Linked DNA regions of Sus scrofa: region 2 is linked to region 1. The links are chromatin contacts, called in public HiChIP or PLAC-seq maps. All regions are on one chromosome and are shown on one strand. Each heading gives the region's core, a stretch centred on a gene start, on an enhancer-like site or on the middle of the called end of the contact. The rest is flanking DNA. Distances are from core to core; before and after follow the strand shown.

The links. HiChIP or PLAC-seq counts read pairs in DNA pulled down with a chosen protein or histone mark.
Region 2: an H3K27ac HiChIP or PLAC-seq map of alveolar macrophages shows a contact between it and region 1. The contact joins the enhancer-like site here to the promoter of KSR1 in region 1. A contact is called at or near these places in 6 of 47 Hi-C or Micro-C datasets (heart right ventricle, liver, skeletal muscle and 1 more) and 2 of 2 datasets of contacts at active chromatin or transcription factors (alveolar macrophages and skeletal muscle).

Annotation. Positions count from the first base shown.
Region 1 is chr12:43,925,458-43,929,362 of Sscrofa11.1, reverse strand. It overlaps KSR1 (kinase suppressor of Ras 1), which reads right to left and starts at 2,141. Exons shown (of 19, transcript XM_021067472.1): 1 at 1,437-2,141.
Region 2 is chr12:44,129,413-44,133,317 of Sscrofa11.1, reverse strand. KSR1 (kinase suppressor of Ras 1) reads right to left here. Exons shown (of 19, transcript XM_021067472.1): 19 at 1-2,065. The coding sequence ends at 2,059. Among named protein-coding and RNA genes, the nearest start is that of LGALS9, 24 kb to the left of the region's middle. Within about 2 kb of position 1,952, at least 4 of the 83 cell types and tissues checked have an H3K27ac peak or open chromatin away from gene starts, as enhancers often do. A contact at or near this core is called in alveolar macrophages, where this site is marked.

The sequences.
Region 1 (3,905 bases), core at 892-3,391:
AAAGCCACCATAGATTAACTGTGCTGATGCGCCTTCTGGTACATTCATGAAATTGTCCACTCCTGGGATTCCAATCCCCCATATCACCTTTTCCCCTTGCCCTACCCTTGAACTTAGGTTCTTCAAAAGTCTTTTCTTAGGACGACTTCTTCCCAAGAAGCCCTAGTGCAAAGAGACCCTCACGAATATTCCCCTCCAGAATGACAACTGGTGCAGCTACTACAGAAAACAGTATGAAGATTCCTTAAAAAACTAAAAATAGCGTCACCATATGATCCAGCATCCTACTCCTGGACATATATCCAGATAAAACTATAATTCAAAAAGATTCATGCACCCCTATGTACACAGCAGCATCGTTTACAGCAGCCAAGATATGGAAACAACCTAAATGTCCATCAACAGAGGAAGAGATATGACGATGTGGTGTGTATATACAATGGAATACTACCAGCCATTAAAAAGAATGAAATAATGCTATTTGCAGCAACGTGGATGGACCTCGAGAGTCTCGTACTAAGTCAGAAAAAGACAAATGCCATACGATATCGATTATATTGGAATCTTTTTTTTCCATTGTACCCACAGTATATGGGATTCCTCGGCTAGAGATGGAATCAGAGTCACAGCTGTGACCTATATCACACCTATACCAGATCCTTAACCCATTATGCCACAACCGGAATCCCTACAGAATCTAAAATATGATACACACACAAAAATGACACAAATGAACTTATCCACGAAACAGAAACAGACTCACAGACATAGAGAACAGATTTGTGGTTGCCGAGGGGAAGGAGGGGTAGAGAGGGGGAAATTGGGAAGTTGGGACTAGCAGATGCGAACTATTATATATAGAATGGATAAATGACAACGCCCTACTACACAGCACAGAGAACTACACTGAATATCCTGTGATAAACCATAATGGAAAAGAACGTGAAAAAGAATATATACACATATAACTCGATCACTTTGCTGTACAGCAAAAATGAATACAGCATCGTAAATAAACTATATCTCAATAAAATAAATTACAAAAAAGAAAAAAATCTTCCCCTTTAATCCTTCAGGCCTGCTCTGACAGGCCTAGATCCTAGAGTAAAATCAGCCTAGGCAATAGTAATGGCTAAAATTCACTCATTCATTCATTCATTCAATTCATTCAACAAGTATTTCCTGGGTTCCTAGTTTTCACCAGACAGTTTTCTAGATGTTAGAGATACAGCAGTGCCCAAAGAAAGACAACAGACAGAATCTCTGCCTTCATGGAGCCCAAATTCTGGAAGAGTCTCTAGTGCTTATCAGACGCCAAGCTCTGCTATAAGCATCTTCTGAGTCCGAACTCATTTAATCCTCACAATAACTCTGTACGTTATTATACACCCAGTTTACAGGTGAGGAAATTGAGGCAACAAGATAAGGTACCTTACCTGGTAATAATAATGACCATCATTTCCTGCGTCCTTTCGCCACGTCAGCCGTGGGGGGAAGGGGAGGTATTTTACTGGAATGAGTCTCCCTGCCTCCTGGGAGCCTGGAGGGAAAGCAGAGGAGAGAGGCACCCATCCAGAGGGGCCGGCACTGGGCGCAGAGGGACACCTCCTTGCAAAGCCAGTCAGCTGGGTGCTCAGTCCACGCTGGGGCTGGGTCACCACCCAGTAACTTCAGGCTCCACCTGGGAAGCAAGTGGAGCCCTCAGCTTCTGTAGCTTCCAGGGGGTGACACTGTTTCAGGGCCCAGAAATGATCCGAATCTGGGAAATATTATTGTCTGCAAACCTTGTACTGGAAACATCACGGGGGAGCAGGTTGGCAGCGAGGAGGGAAAAATTAATACCTGCGTGTCTGCAGGGAAAATCACGGGCCTGGGGGGCCCAGAGTGCTGAGTTCCAGTCCCGCGCCTCTCAGGATGGGCTGCTCTGCCTTGTCAAAACACACCCCTCTCCCAGGTCCGGATTTCCCCATCTGTGACCGTTCGGGGTCTGATTTCGGGCAGAGGGTAGGCAAGAGCAAGGTCAGAGGTCTTGTTCTGCTTCCCCTGCTCCTCATCAGCCAGGGAAGGGGGTCCCGGGGGTGGGGGTGGAGGGCGGCCAGGGAAGCGGGCTCCGGCTCTGCTCGCGCGTCCGGGGAAGGCGGGCTCGGCCGCCCCCTGCCGGCCGGGAAGCTCCCAGCGGCCCGAGATCCAGGTCTGCTGAGCTGGGCACTGGATTATGTCACTCGGGAGAAAGGAAATGAGTCATCACCCCCCGGGGGCCTTAGGGCGGCCGGGCCAGTGAGGAGTCGCGGCCACAGGAACCCGGGACAATGGCGGGAAGTGAGAGGAATGTGGGCCTGGCTGCAGCAGCGCGGGCCCCCTCCGTGACCCCTGACCCCAACCCAGCAGAAAGCCTCACACTCCGGGGGGGATAGCTGGGGGCGGGAGGGCAGTTGGAGGCAGCCGGGTGGGGTGGCTGGAGGACGATGGGGTAAAGCCATATGGGGGCGCCCCAACCTGAAGAACCGGCAGGTCATCTTTCCATCGGCCTAGCCCGGCCCCCTAGTGGCTCCCCATTGTCCCTGGAATAGTGCTCAAACTTGACGGAAGATCAGAATAATCCCATGGGCTGGTTAAAACCCAGATCTCCAGGCCCCCCACCAGAGTAGGTCAGGGCTGGGGCAACAGCAGTGCATTTTTAACAAACTCCTAGTAGCTGATGCTGAGGCAGGAGTCCTGGGACCACGACCCAAGCCACTTAGCTGGCCTATTGTTCTGTGTGTCCAGCCTCACCTCTCTCCACTTCCTACCTCCTGCACACATGCTCTAGCAAGACTCAACTACTTGCTCTTTGCTATTTCTTTCTTCTGTGTGTTTACACTGGCTGTTTCCTTTGATGGAAATACCTTCCCCTCATTTCACTGCTGCCCAAACTGGCTGACTTCTACCAACACTTAAAAATCTCCTCCATGATGTACATCAAAGGGCACAAATAACAGAGTGAAGAGGCCGCCCACAGGTCAGGAGAAAATACTTGCAAACTCTACACGATAAGGGGTCGCTATCCAGAATATATAAAGAACTCCTATGAACCAACAACCAAAAAACACGCCACAGGATTTTTAAACGGGCAAAGGATTTGAATAGACATTTCTCCAAAGAAGATCCAGGAATGGCCCATAAGCCCAAGAAAACATACCCGATATCGCTAATCTTTAAAGAAATGCAAATCAAAACCGCAATGAGATACCACTTCACCCATTAGGATAGCTATTATGGAACACCAAGTCATCTGAAGTGTTGAAAAGGATGTGGAGAAACTGGAACACTTGTGCACTGTTGGCGGGGACGCAAAATGGTGTGGCTGCTGTCAAAAACAGTATATGGTGGTTGCTCAAAATGAGGAATATGATCCAGTGATTCTATTTCTGCATATATACCAGAAAGAATTGAAAGCAGATACTTGAAGAGATATTTGTACTCCCATGTTCATAGCAGCTTTATTCACAGCAGCTAAAAGGCAGAAGAAATCCAAGTATCGATTGACTGAAAGGATAACAAAATGTGGAGTATAAATACAATGGAATATTATTTAGACTTAAAAAGGAAGGAAATTCTGCAGTTCCCACTGTGGCGGATCCAGCCTTGCAGCAGCTGTGGCATAGGTCACAGCTGCAGTTTGGATTTGATCCCTGGCCTGGGAACTTTCACATGCTTAGGGTGCTGCCCCCCCCCAAAAAAAAGGAAGGAAATTCTGACACATAATACAACATAGACGAACCTTGAAGACATGAAGCTAAGTGAAATAAGCCAGTCACCAAAGGACAAAAATGATAAGTTTCCACTCATAGGAGGTACCGAGGCAGTCAAATTTTAGAGGCAAAAGAATTGCCAGGGGCAGAGTGGGGAAGGGGAGGTTGGGGAGT
Region 2 (3,905 bases), core at 703-3,202, 200 kb before region 1:
AGGACCAGGGGAGAAGCCTACAGATGGCGATTCCCCACTGATGGCGTTTAGAACCAACACAGAGGCTGGGTCAAACCTTGTGCCTCCCGTCCTACCCGGAGAACAGCCACAGTCACGATGCTTTTCTTCCTCTGGCCCAGAGAGGGTGCCTCACGGCCTACGGGGTCCTCCAGAGGGGCAGTTACTTCTGCCATCCCGGCTGAGGGTGCCAGCGACCTCTATGCGGGCCACTTGTATTATTGTACAACATCCTGTCCAACTCTGCGGAAACACCCATGTAAACATTTGCCTCTTGTTGGTGGTGGTGTCATTTTAAGAAAGAGCAGGTGCAGCTCCATCTCGGGGCTCCAAGTGTTTTTGCGGAGGAACAGCGTAAACGGAGGACACGAGTTCCTGGTTTGCAGCGCTCAGGAGGATGGCTGGCATTTCAAAGAGTGTTGTTGTTTTTTTGTCGCGGTGGTCATTTGGATGTTTCAGAAACACATTTAAGAAAGAAATACATCAGCAGAAAAACTGCACAGCCGGCTACATCTTTGGGTTACTGGACTCCAGGACGCCCAAGCCAAATCTTTCAAACCGGGGTACAACTTTGCTGCTGTTAATGCTGCAAAGAGGAACAGAAACAAGAGTTATAGCCCCACTGGTCTTGATCAGAATTTGGGTGACATTAGCTGACAACGAGTGGACCAGTTTCAAAAGCTCAGCAGAGGACCTAGCCCCGCCAAGAAGTGGGAATGATGATATAGCCAATGGCCTTGAGAGAGCTGCCCCTGGTCACATCTGGCTGGGGGGCTAAGCCTTGGCTACACGCCCTCCTGGAGGGTAGGGGCCTGTTCGTCTCGGGACCCCCAGCACCCCACCACCCAGTAACTGCTGGGGGCATCTGAACTGCTTGCCCACCGCAGCCCGGGAGAACTCTGGCTCTGGATGGAAGTGGGAGGGAAAGGAAACCCGACCCCCAGCACTGAGAGTGACATCACTTGCTCCTTCTCGAAATGGTCCTCAAATGCTGGGTGGCATCAGGGCCATCTGGGAAGCAGCTTGAAATGAGGGCTCTCAGCGTCTACCTCCAGAGATTCAATTTCAGGGCTTGGGAGGGCCCAAGAATCTGCATTTGCTGAGCACTGGATGACCTGTCAGCCCTACTCCAGCTGAATGCTGGCTCGGGGTCTGGTACTTTCCGTCCACACTGGGCAGGTGGAAGGGGAGTCAGACCGCAGGGGGAGGGGGCGGAAGCTTTGTTTCCAGGAGTGAAGTTACCTGGAGACAGACCTCACCCCTCTGCTTCAGGACAGCTCTCCCCAGCATGCAGCCCAGGACCCAGCCCTTCCGAGCTGGTACCTTTTTTTTTTGGCTTTTGTCCTTTTTTAGGGCCACGCCTGCAGCATGTGGAGGTTCCCAGGCTAGGGATCTAATTGGAGCTGTTGCTCTAACCCACACCAGAGCTCACGGATCCTTAACCCACTGAGTGAGGCCAGGGATTGAACCAGCAACCTCATAGTTCCTAGTCAGATTCATTTCCGCTGTGCCACGATGGGAACTCCCCTAAGCTGGTATCTTTCATGGCAACAGAACTTGTGGGGTCCCTGCCCTCAGTCCTCCTGAGGGGACCGCCTGGGCAGCTCTGAAATCATTCCACTCCTTGTTGGACAAGATCCCCACGGGTTAAGAGCCAAGCAACACCCCAGCCCCTGGACCGCGGACACCCGGTGGGGGCCGGTGTGCTGGGGGGCGGGGCTTCTCTCACTGAGCTGTTAGTAAGGAGACAGGACCACCCCACAGATGAAGCGCTAGAGAGATGAAGTCACGTCCAGGGAGGCGGTTCTGGGGGCACTGTTAGGGGGGCCCTCCGTGAAGAGCAGTTACTCAGGCGCACACAGGCCTCGGAGCAGGGAGAGGGCCCGTTTTAACAAAGCAAAAGGAGAAGTCGTAGCAGAGAAGGCCGGAGTGGCAGTGACCGCATCCCCTGGGTTAGTGCGCATCGCTGTTGCGTAGGAGTCGAGGCGCTGAGCGTGGATTAGGAGGAAGGAAGCCCCGGCACATGCAAGGCAGCCAGGCCTACAACCTAAGGGAGGAAAGAGAAGAGGGAGAGCCATGTCAGAACCTGTGCCCCAGGGGAGGGGCAGGGGCAGCGGCAGAGGCCTGGTCAGGCCGGGGGGACAGGGGACCCTCTTTCCCTGCAGTCAGAGAAGAGGACATCCCCACTCCATTCCAGGCGCTTGGATGGGAGCCCGGCACAAAGAGTCGTTCCCAAGCTCTCCCCTGGGACAGGCCACACAATTCCGTGCAGGGGTTGACCAGCAGGCCCACTGCTCCTCAGCCCCTGACTTTCAAAATCAACATTTTGTGGGTTTTTTTTTTTTTTTTTCTTCCCTGCTCCTGAGGCATGCAGGGGTTCCCAGGCCAGGGATCAAACCCACACCAACCATAGCAGGGACTGGAGCCACAGCAGTGACAACACTGGATTCTTAACCCATGGAGCCACCGGGAAACTCCCAAAATCATTTTGGAGTTTACTATTTCTGCTTCCTGCATTCTCTTTTTTTCTTTTTTAGGGCTGCACCTGTGGCATATGGAGATTCCCAGGCTAGGGGTCGAATTGGAGCTGCAGCTGCTGGCCTACACCACGGCCACACAAGGTCTGAGCAGCAACTGCAACCTAGGAGGCAGCTTGTGGCAAAGCCGGGTCCTTAACCCACTGAGCAAAGCCAGGGATCGAACCCACATCCTCACGAACACTATGTTGGATTTTTAACCCACTGAGCCACTACTGGAAGTCCTGCATTCTTTTTAAGTTCTAGCCAGAGGGGACCCTGGGCACTGAGACTGTGATCTGAGCTCTCTCCCACCCGAAGACCCACTGTGTGTGGACAGAGTCCAGCCACATGCCATGGGGCTGCTCTCAGCATGAGAGAAACACGAGCCTGCAGGGCCCTTGCTGGTGGCCACACGAGCTGCCGGAATATCACTTTGGTGTGCGGGAATACAACAGGCCAAGATGGGGAAGCTGGGTGCAGACACAGAACAGGAAGCAGGAGATGCAAAGGGCAGAGAATCAGGGAAACAGCAGAAGACACACTATTCCTCCAGGACGGTACAGTTGTTCTTAAAGTCAAGGTGACCGAAACGTCCTTTCCCGTAGTAGCGGCTCCGCCAGCGCCTGGGAGCGCCCGGAAACCATTTCGCCAGGCGTGGAAGGATCGTGGTCCAGCAGGTGATGGAGAGGCGGTGGAGGAGGGGCCGCAGGAGTCGGGATGGTGGGGAGAGGGGGAGATGACAGGACAGGCCAGAGCATCCGCCACCCCCCCCCAAAAAAAAGGCAACAAGATAGATGGAAAAGAAAAGAGAAAATGAGAATTAGAGGCTTGAGTGTGTAGAAGTAAAAATCATGAACAGAAAGCTTTGACACAGACATTCAGATGAGCTTGAACGGGCTAAAACTGATCACTTGGGGCAGGAACCAACCCCCACTTGTGGCTCAGAAAGGAGACGGTGGAGCTCTATGGCCTTTAGGGAATCCGGAATCATCTCCTGAATGCCAGCAACCCCCCAGCGCAGGCTTCTCTTTTCTTTTTTTGCCTTTCTGTCTTTCTAGGGCCGTGCCCGTAGCATATGGAGGTTCTCAGGCTAGGGGTCCAAGTGGAGCTGTAGCCGCTGGCCTACACCACAGCCATAGCAACTCGGGATCCGAGCCGCTTCTGGGATCTACACCACAGCTCACAGCAACGCTGGATCCTTAACCCACTAAGCAAGGCCAGGGATCAAACCCGCGTCCTCATGGATGCTAGTCAGATTCGTTACTGTTGAGCCACGACGGGAACTCCACAGGCTTCTCTTCTGTGGAGAAAACCAGGCCCTAGTTTGCGAAATGAGCTGCCCAAGGTCTGACCAACCAGACCCTTGAA